Regions from separate parts of the Anser cygnoides genome. Here region 1 is linked to region 2. Evidence: chromatin contacts called from public Hi-C data. All regions are on one chromosome and are shown on one strand. Each heading gives the region's core, a stretch centred on a gene start, on an enhancer-like site or on the middle of the called end of the contact. The rest is flanking DNA. Distances are from core to core; before and after follow the strand shown.

Region 1 (3,971 bases), core at 898-3,397, 290 kb after region 2:
CCAAGAAAATACACCTTCCCGTTTTCATCCTTCTTTCTAGGCACCAGCAACTGGCAACTTTCTTCTTTTGACTTATCTGCTGCCAGGTTTATGGCTCTATCTCTTCGTAGCTAACAGCAGAGCCATGGTTTCAGGTAGAATACCACTGAATAGTAATTCCTCCCATCAGCTCATTCAGCTCAGCATCAGTGGCGGTGGCAGCAAATGATCCTGGCTTTCTTGAAATCCTTGGCTCTCAGCCAGCAGGGACTCCAGCAGAACAGCCAGCACGACAGGGTAAGCAGAAGCCCAAGCTCAGCAACAATCCCTTTGTAGGACAGGCAATATACCCCTCCCACTCGGGAGTCTAGTCCCTCTAATTAGCAGCAAGAGATTCCCTCAAGAATCACCTCTCTTCTTCACCTGGCCTCTCACAGCCAGACATCAGGACTTATTCACAATACAACCACCAACACTTTTCTAAGGAGCTTAGAGACAAGGCACAAGGCTAGAGAGACCTCTGACCTAATCCACTAAAGCTGCTCTTAAGACATAATACTCTTACTGAAAAGCACAGGAGAGCTAAAAAGCTTGATACTAGCCTGTAACGCCTTACCCCTCTCATTCCCATGTAGTTGTGCTGCTCATATCTGTCCCCTGGCTTTTGGAATGGAAATGTGCCATCATATCCACTAAGGTAGCCAGCAAGTCCAATTAGCATCTGAAAAGGAAAAAAAAAGTGGAAAAAATGGTCAGGGAAATCACACTGGAGGGAGAATCCAAGCCAGCAGCTGGTAAGATTTTGATACAAGGCCAGTCTGATTCACAGGATAACAACTTAATTCTGACACACCTCCGAACAACATCTTCTGTACAGAATTCATATGCATCCATATTGCCCTTACCTAAAAGCAACATCAGAAGGGATCATAAGGACTTTAGCTGACTATAAGTACATCTGCAGGCTCAAGAGAAGTAACCAACCACGGGATTTATCAGAGAGAATTCTGTCTCTGTAGATTCCCCCCTAGCTCCCTATTCCCACAGTTTAAGGAGGCTCAGACTGGAAGAAAGACAATCTGAGGTAGAAGTGATACATCAACATCACAACACAAAACTTCCTTTACTGCTACAACAAGTTCTTCCATTGCCAAATAGCAACTCAAGGCTCTCAAGGTCCTTTGTGGTAAGCATCTGATTTGCACACAAGCTGTCAGAAACTGGTTGGTTCCTCTGATCTGTAAGCTCTGATTAGACACACCCTCTAGACCACATAGGTCTCACCTTCATTTTTTAACTTCCATCTGCTCAAGCCTTTCAAATACCCAACGGGCAACGCTGTTTTGCTTTCCCATGCTCAAAGCGTTTTCACAGAGAAGAAAAGCTGCAAGCTGAAACTCTGAATACAAAATGCAAATACCACGATGCCAACAACAGCTAGGAGAGGTATTGATGTTTACCACATCATTTGACCAGGAGGAAGGGAAGACTTGTGTCGGCCCATTCCCGTGACTTCTGAAACACAACGGCAGAGCAGTTTACCTTCCCCAGAGGAGGATGGACATCAAAGAAGAAGGTCCGATTAATGTAGTAACTTCCCATCTTCCCAAAATGGGTTTCATCCCAACTGGAAAAGATCAACACAAAGCACAACCTACTACAACGCTGAGGATGGTAAAGATCCAGGAAGATGTTTTTCCTCATGTTTTTTATCTTACAAGGGGTTATTGCCAGGCAGTCTACATGGGACAATTCATTCCAGGTCCCCGTACCTCGGGGACCCCCAACCCGCCACCCCGGCACGCTGTCCCCTCACTACCCCACCGTCCGTGCCCGTGGAGCCGTGCAGGGCGCTCTGTGGCCGCCAGGCCCCGCCGCCAGCCCGGGCACCGCTCCGCACCGGCCGCGCCCGTACCAGACGTGCGGCGGCTCCGGCAGGCGGTGGAAGCGGGAGGCGAAGCTGAGGAGGGTGACGAGGGCCAGCGCTGCCCGCGACCCCGCCGGGGCGGCCGGCGGCCGAGCCTCGGGCGGAGCGGGAGCGGGGGAGGCGGCCCGCGGGGAGGGCCCCGGCGGCCGGCGGCAGCCCCGGGAGCGCAGCGGGCCCGGCCCGGCCCGGCCGCCCCCCGCCGGCGGCATGGCGGGGGCTCGGCGGGACGCAGCGGCAGGGCGGCCCCACGGCGGCACGGCAAATGGAGGCGGGCGGGCGGGCGCGGGGCACGCCGGGAGTTGTAGGCCTCGGGCCCGCAGCGATGAGCTCGGCGGCAGCCAAGGTACCGGGCCTCGGGGCGCGGGGACCGGCCCCGGCGCGATGGGGGGGGGCGGTTCTCGTCTCTTTCTCGTCTTTTCTGCAGAAATTCTGCACGTGGCTTCAGTTTCCTCAGTTTGATTCCCAGGGCTGTATTTTTGCCTTGGTAACTGCTGAGAGCCTGCCAGTCTCTCCAGCTGCCTTATTTATTCCGAACAAAAAGCTAGAGGCAGAAGCCAGGTTCCTAAATGCCTTCCTGACCTCAAAGCGTGTTGGTGAGTTCTGACACCAGGGCTGGAGCTGCAGCAGGGCCCGTGGGGACGCACATACAGCTGGCTGCAATTCAAAGGCTTGAACCTGCCTGGCTGTGCTTGTGTGTCCGGGGCACAGATCTGGGGGCATGGTCCTGTTCTCATTGGCTTTAGGAGATAAGCTTTCCCCCACCCTAGCTGAGTTAAAAGGGAAAGGCAAGAGGTGATTTTTATTTCCTGGAGCAGATTGCACGCAGTGACCATGGCATCAGAAAAGGTGAGAGCTTGGGTGGGGTGAAAGCACCTGGGAGAGCTGCCTTGGTGCTGGCATTCAGGTGAAGGTGAGGTGTCTGCCCCCTTAGCGCTCATCTCGAACAGCAGGAGCTCCTCTCGTTTGGAAAGAGGTCTGGCCCTGCCCTCCTTGGCTGGAAAAGCTATTTTATGCCACTCAAATACCCAGTGCAGGTGCTTGGCAAAATCAGTGGGGAATTTGCTTCAAGAATCCATGACAGCATAGAAGTCAGCAGCATCTGGTAGGAGCAAAGAGGGAAACTTTGTAGGGGATAATTTTAAGATTGCTTGTGCGTTCTTGAAAACAGATAAAACTAATTAGAGAGCCAGCGTGAAAAACAGTGGCACTACCTGTACACCCGGAACAGGAACACTCGCTTCCAGAAAGGCACCCTCTCCTCCGGCAAAACTTGCTCTGCTGTATCTTAAACTTCCTGAAATGCACTGTCCTTCTTAAAATACTATTTTATTCCCACCATATAACTACTTTATCTTTCTCTTCTCAGCCGATACTTTATGGTTATTTCCGAAGTTCCTGTTCATGGAGAGTGAGAATTGGTAAGTTCCAGTTTTACTGCAGCATCCTCCCCTTCACTAACTGAATTAATTGGTCACTTATTAAGAAAGAGATCAGCAAACATGAACCTGGGACAGTGACATTGCATTTTCTCCACCTTCTCTAGAGTGGGAAGGAACACCACAGCGTACCTGGAGCTGGGGGAAGGGATAGGAGCAGACGGGAGGATTTCCACTTAGCAGAGAATTGAGAATATCTCCTGTAGCCATCTGACATTCAAGAGGCAGTGGGAAGTGGGAGGGGAGTACATGGTTTGTGCAAACTTCTCCCCAGCTTTCCGAACCAGAGGGCAGAAGCAGCAGCAGTTCCTTGCCTGTGGACAAGCCCTGCTTGACGTGGGCTTTGGAGGATCTTTCCCTTCACTTGGTATTTTTTGGAGATTTGTCTGTGCAGCTAGTTAGAGAGAATTACTCTTTTTGTAAAGCTAACGTGATGCAGATGGCTGTTTCTGTCACATTATTTAGTGGGATCCTACACTCTGTTTTACACACATACTGCATCAGACTGTGATCTGCCTTGATCCTGAGAGCTAAGCAGGGCTGGGAATTGACCCTGTTTAGACTGAGGCAGCCTGGAAAATGGTTTGGGAGGTGAATACAGGATCCCCTGCCCTGCCTAAGCCCCCGTC
Region 2 (4,111 bases), core at 950-3,449:
GGGATAGTCGGGGTTTTGCAGAGGGCAGTGTCTGCGTGGACAAACCCCCCGGGAAGGGATTAAATCCACAGCGCAGGAGCGTGTTCTCCTGCAGCGTTTTGCTCACGGCTTATCACAGGTCTGCAAAACCACACGGCCTCGTCTGTGAGCAGACAGGGAGCACCTGCCAAAGCTGAGGCCTGCCACATGTTGAAACTGGGCAATTTCAGGTGAAAGGAGAAGTCCTACTTGAAGTCCACCTTTTTAATATTTTGCTTCGTTCCACATTTTAGTCCGCACAACATCCAAAGGCAATCAGATCAAACTGAGCACCATTTCAGCTCTTTACACCACACGCACATATTTAATGCATTATAGTAATATACAAAATTGTAAAAGCTAACTCAGCTAAACTGCAATAACCTTTAAAATCACACTTGTCATCTGCTAGGGAGCATTTCAATCCTATACCCATAATGCTTATACCTCTCACTTGTTAGAGGTTGATTTCTACTTCAGGTTAATGCTTCTAAAATTTTCAGACAAAACCTTTGTGCCGCCTCTGGTGTTTCCCCTTCTGCTTGGGAAAGACACACAGCACACCTCTGGAGGGTGATCTCACCAGAGATGATCTTCCAAACTCTCTTATCAATGGGCTTTTGCAATAAATTCAACAAGACTCACATCATCCCTGCCTGCTGTGCCGACCAGTGCTGCCAAACTGTGCCCTTGATGGTCACCTGCTTTGTCTCTCCGGTTATTCTCAGACAAACCCTTTCTGAGGGGCGACCTGTCTCTTACACTATTTGTGTATTCTGATCAGTACAAAGGGCGTCCACAGCTAGGACCTGAGCTGATGTAACTAAGTACATAAATAATAATCCAGCCAATGTCATTCTAAAATCTGCAGTTATAAAACCCCACAGATCGTTGTTAGCAAGAAGCACACCGACTACTGCAATGCAGTGCTCTGCTCTGTGGGGTATTCTCAAAGCGATAAGGCAATAAGGTCTTTTTCAAATTGGCAAAGCAATATTTCCAATACCTGCATCTAGAGTTTTACATGGATCACCGTGCAGCGGCATCAGAGCACTTTCTTATTTCTGCTTCGAGTTAGGACCGGATGTGTCATTGAGAGGGAAATTGAGGCACAGAAGCAGTGACCTGTCCCAAAACCCACAGATGTCTCTGGCAAAGCACAGCACTGGACTGCGGCCTCCCATATCCTGCTGTGGGAAGCAAACCTCTGGAAACAATCATTGGTGTCTGCCTAAAGCAGAGGATGTTCTCCAGAGGAAAGATATGCGGCAGCAAGGGCTAGTGACCAGAGAATTTAAACCAAGGCTGTTCTGTGAGAGGAAAGATCAAAGAAAGCATCTGAAGGCCCAGCCCAGTCCACATCAGCCTAATTGGACTGGAATGGGAGAAGAACACTGGCCAGAACCACAGACAAGCATCTCAACAGCCACTGTTGGTTGGCCTATGCTAGAGAAAAATATTTACAAACTTTGGCAATAAAATCAAAGCTGACAGCGGTTATCTGCTTTGGGGTCAAACCTTCCACTGGTTTATGCAGCATGTTTTGTTCTATATATAAAATAACCCTATCATAGCCTCTAATGAGTGGACTAGTTGGAAGGTTTATGTAGAACCTAGGGAAACAAAAACACTAAAAATAACCCATCCCTATGGAAATGGACTAAATGTATGTACCATGTGTGCTTAACCTTTATCAGAAAGCCTCTTGCATTACGATTTTGGTTCTAGCCAAAAAGGAAACATTACAGAGTCCTCAGTATAAGTAATACAAAATAGTAAGTGTTAAGCCAATTTTGGCACCAACATCAGCTGGTGGGATGAATGAATACTTGATTTGAGGCTCCCTTAAGTGCTGACATGTTTACTAGCCACACTGTTACAAATTATATAGGGAAATTGTCAGTAGAGAAGTCCGAATCCATTCAAGACAAAGAGGCTGATACACTCGTTTTGCCCTAAGCTCCTTTAAGACTGCATGTGCTCCGGTCTGACTTTCTCATGGGAAGCTATACAAACCGCGGTGCTAACCCAGAAGGAGGGAGATCTCTCACCAGAAGCCTGGCACCACGCTCCGATATGCCTGGGGGTCTCACAGCCAAAACCTCATCTGCTCTCTTCTCCGTTACCGGGTGCTGATGCGATCCAAGCCCAAGCAGCGCTGGTTTCCCGGAACACCCAGAACCTGCGGTCAGGATGCGGACGTGAGGTCACAGAAGGGCCGAGGGCACCCAAGGGAGACGGGGTTCTCTTAACACCCAGCCAGCCCCTGCCAACACAAAACGTGCTCGTGAGCAGTATAAATCGAGAACGTCAACCTTACAACTAGCACCATTGCTCTTGGAGGCTTGTCAGTTGTAGCCGAGCAGCTGTGCTTCCTGTGCATACCTTAGAGGAAATGGCAGGGTCCTAGGAGGTGGCTGCAAACCCCTCACTGACAGAAGAGAAAAAGCAAATAAACCCTCAGATCACTGCTGCTGGCAAGGAAACGTACCCATGGAGAATGAGTCTGAGAAGGACACAGGTGTGGTGCTTACTTACCAGCTAAGTCATTTCAGAAATAGTCCAAAGTAGCCAAAGGCAGATCAGTAGGATCCGAGGGGGGAAAGGCAGCAGGAAAGCACCACTGCAGAGAAATGGGGTGAGCAGGGACCGAGAGTGCCGATGCCCAAAGTTGACGGCTGCCATCTGGGAGCAGGCTGGTAACAGCCAGTCTGGCACCTTGCTTGGAGAACAAAATGCACCCTAAGCGAGCTGGCCAGTACCAGCTTCCCAGCAATTATGCCCAGCTGCCCTTAATTTCCCTTAATTTCCACAGATGTCAGAGCTCAGCACCATGTGAGATGAGTTCCTATTTCAACCCTCCTTTGCCTAGAAGTATGGGCAAGTTTTGAAGGTAGCAAGATAATTCTGTGAATGTGCTAACTGGAGTTAGGGTCTAGGTTTGTAGCATTTTGGCCTGATTTTCTAGCTTAACTATTCCTATACTGCTCCCTCATGAAGTTTTATACTTGGCTGATTTAGTCACAGCGTGAGGGGAACTGGTTTTTTGCCCTGATAACTTTCAAGGTATAGTTAATTAATTGAAGTAAAGCAAAGAAATACTGAAAAGCAATTGAGATCTTCTTAATATGCACCAAGAGTTACTAATTATGTTAGTGCTAAGCATTTTCTTTATTAATAAATACAAACACTTCATAGAAATACCAGGAATTGTGTTAATAATTCTTCTGTCTTCTTTAATTGCATAGGTGCATATTTCTCAAATTTCAAAGCAAAACTTCTCAGTACCAGTATATGTGGGAATGCTCATCCATGGTACATGCTGGTTTGAGTGTTCATTGATAGTGGGGGACTTTTTTTTTAAATGAATATTACACATTTATTTTTGGTAATTACTGTGCTGCCAATGCTACCAGCAAGTTCTTCTCAAAATTCAAAGCCTTTTTTGTGTTGTCACTTAGTCCCTATAAGTTAATTTCTTATTTTCCTTTATAATACAACTACTTTAAAATAATCAAATCTATGGGACAACTCTCTTTGGTTCTTGTTTCTGTGTATTTAAATAGAGCATAAAACAATTTTTCAAGTGTTACGTAGTAATATTCCTTGATGATTGCTCTAATAGATGAGATCCTTTCTCAGGATGTCTTCCATTGTTTCAGAATGGCATTTGACTAAGTATCTGTTCTTTTTCTGTAAAGATAGATCTGTTTTTTTTTTTTTTTTTGATCCAGCAATAATAATTTACTGTATATGTGGGATTAGGCCCTTTTAGATAGCTTTTCTGCAAACCAGGCTTCTGTTCTTGGCTGTAAACTCCTGACATTTTTACTCTGTAAATGGGGTCTGACATAATCAGTTACCTGCTATCAAGCCCAAGTAATTATATTAAAGTTAATATTTCTTCTGGTTTTTTTGGACAGTATTAATTTCAAAAATATTATTATTAGGAAATATCTGGTCAATTAATAGTTGCCTGCTGTTTTTCCTTACATACGGGATTTCGTAATTCTGGGTAAAATGCTGGCTGAATCTGACTGATAGAAGCAGTGAAGAGATTGGTATAACTATTAATCCTGCCATATTCTAGAGG

Evidence for each region. Hi-C and Micro-C count contacts between places; a contact is called where the count stands out from the background.
Region 1: a contact with region 2 is called in a Hi-C map of liver, with 1.6 times the contacts expected there. The contact joins the promoter of GSTZ1 here to the promoter of ANGEL1 in region 2. A contact is called at or near these places in 2 of 7 Hi-C or Micro-C datasets (both in liver).

Annotation. Positions count from the first base shown.
Region 1 is chr5:43,673,222-43,677,192 of Taihu_goose_T2T_genome, forward strand. It overlaps GSTZ1 (glutathione S-transferase zeta 1), which reads left to right and starts at 2,148. Exons shown (of 10, transcript XM_066998151.1): 1 at 2,148-2,249; 2 at 3,273-3,324. The coding sequence starts at 2,169. It overlaps POMT2 (protein O-mannosyltransferase 2), which reads right to left and starts at 2,143. Exons shown (of 21, transcript XM_066998141.1): 1 at 1,895-2,143; 2 at 1,522-1,606; 3 at 596-700. The coding sequence starts at 2,115.
Region 2 is chr5:43,379,669-43,383,779 of Taihu_goose_T2T_genome, forward strand. ANGEL1 (angel homolog 1) reads right to left here and starts at 2,200. Exons shown (of 10, transcript XM_013185586.3): 1 at 2,070-2,200. LRRC74A (leucine rich repeat containing 74A) reads left to right here and starts at 2,339. Exons shown (of 13, transcript XM_048059752.2): 1 at 2,339-2,539. The coding sequence starts at 2,512.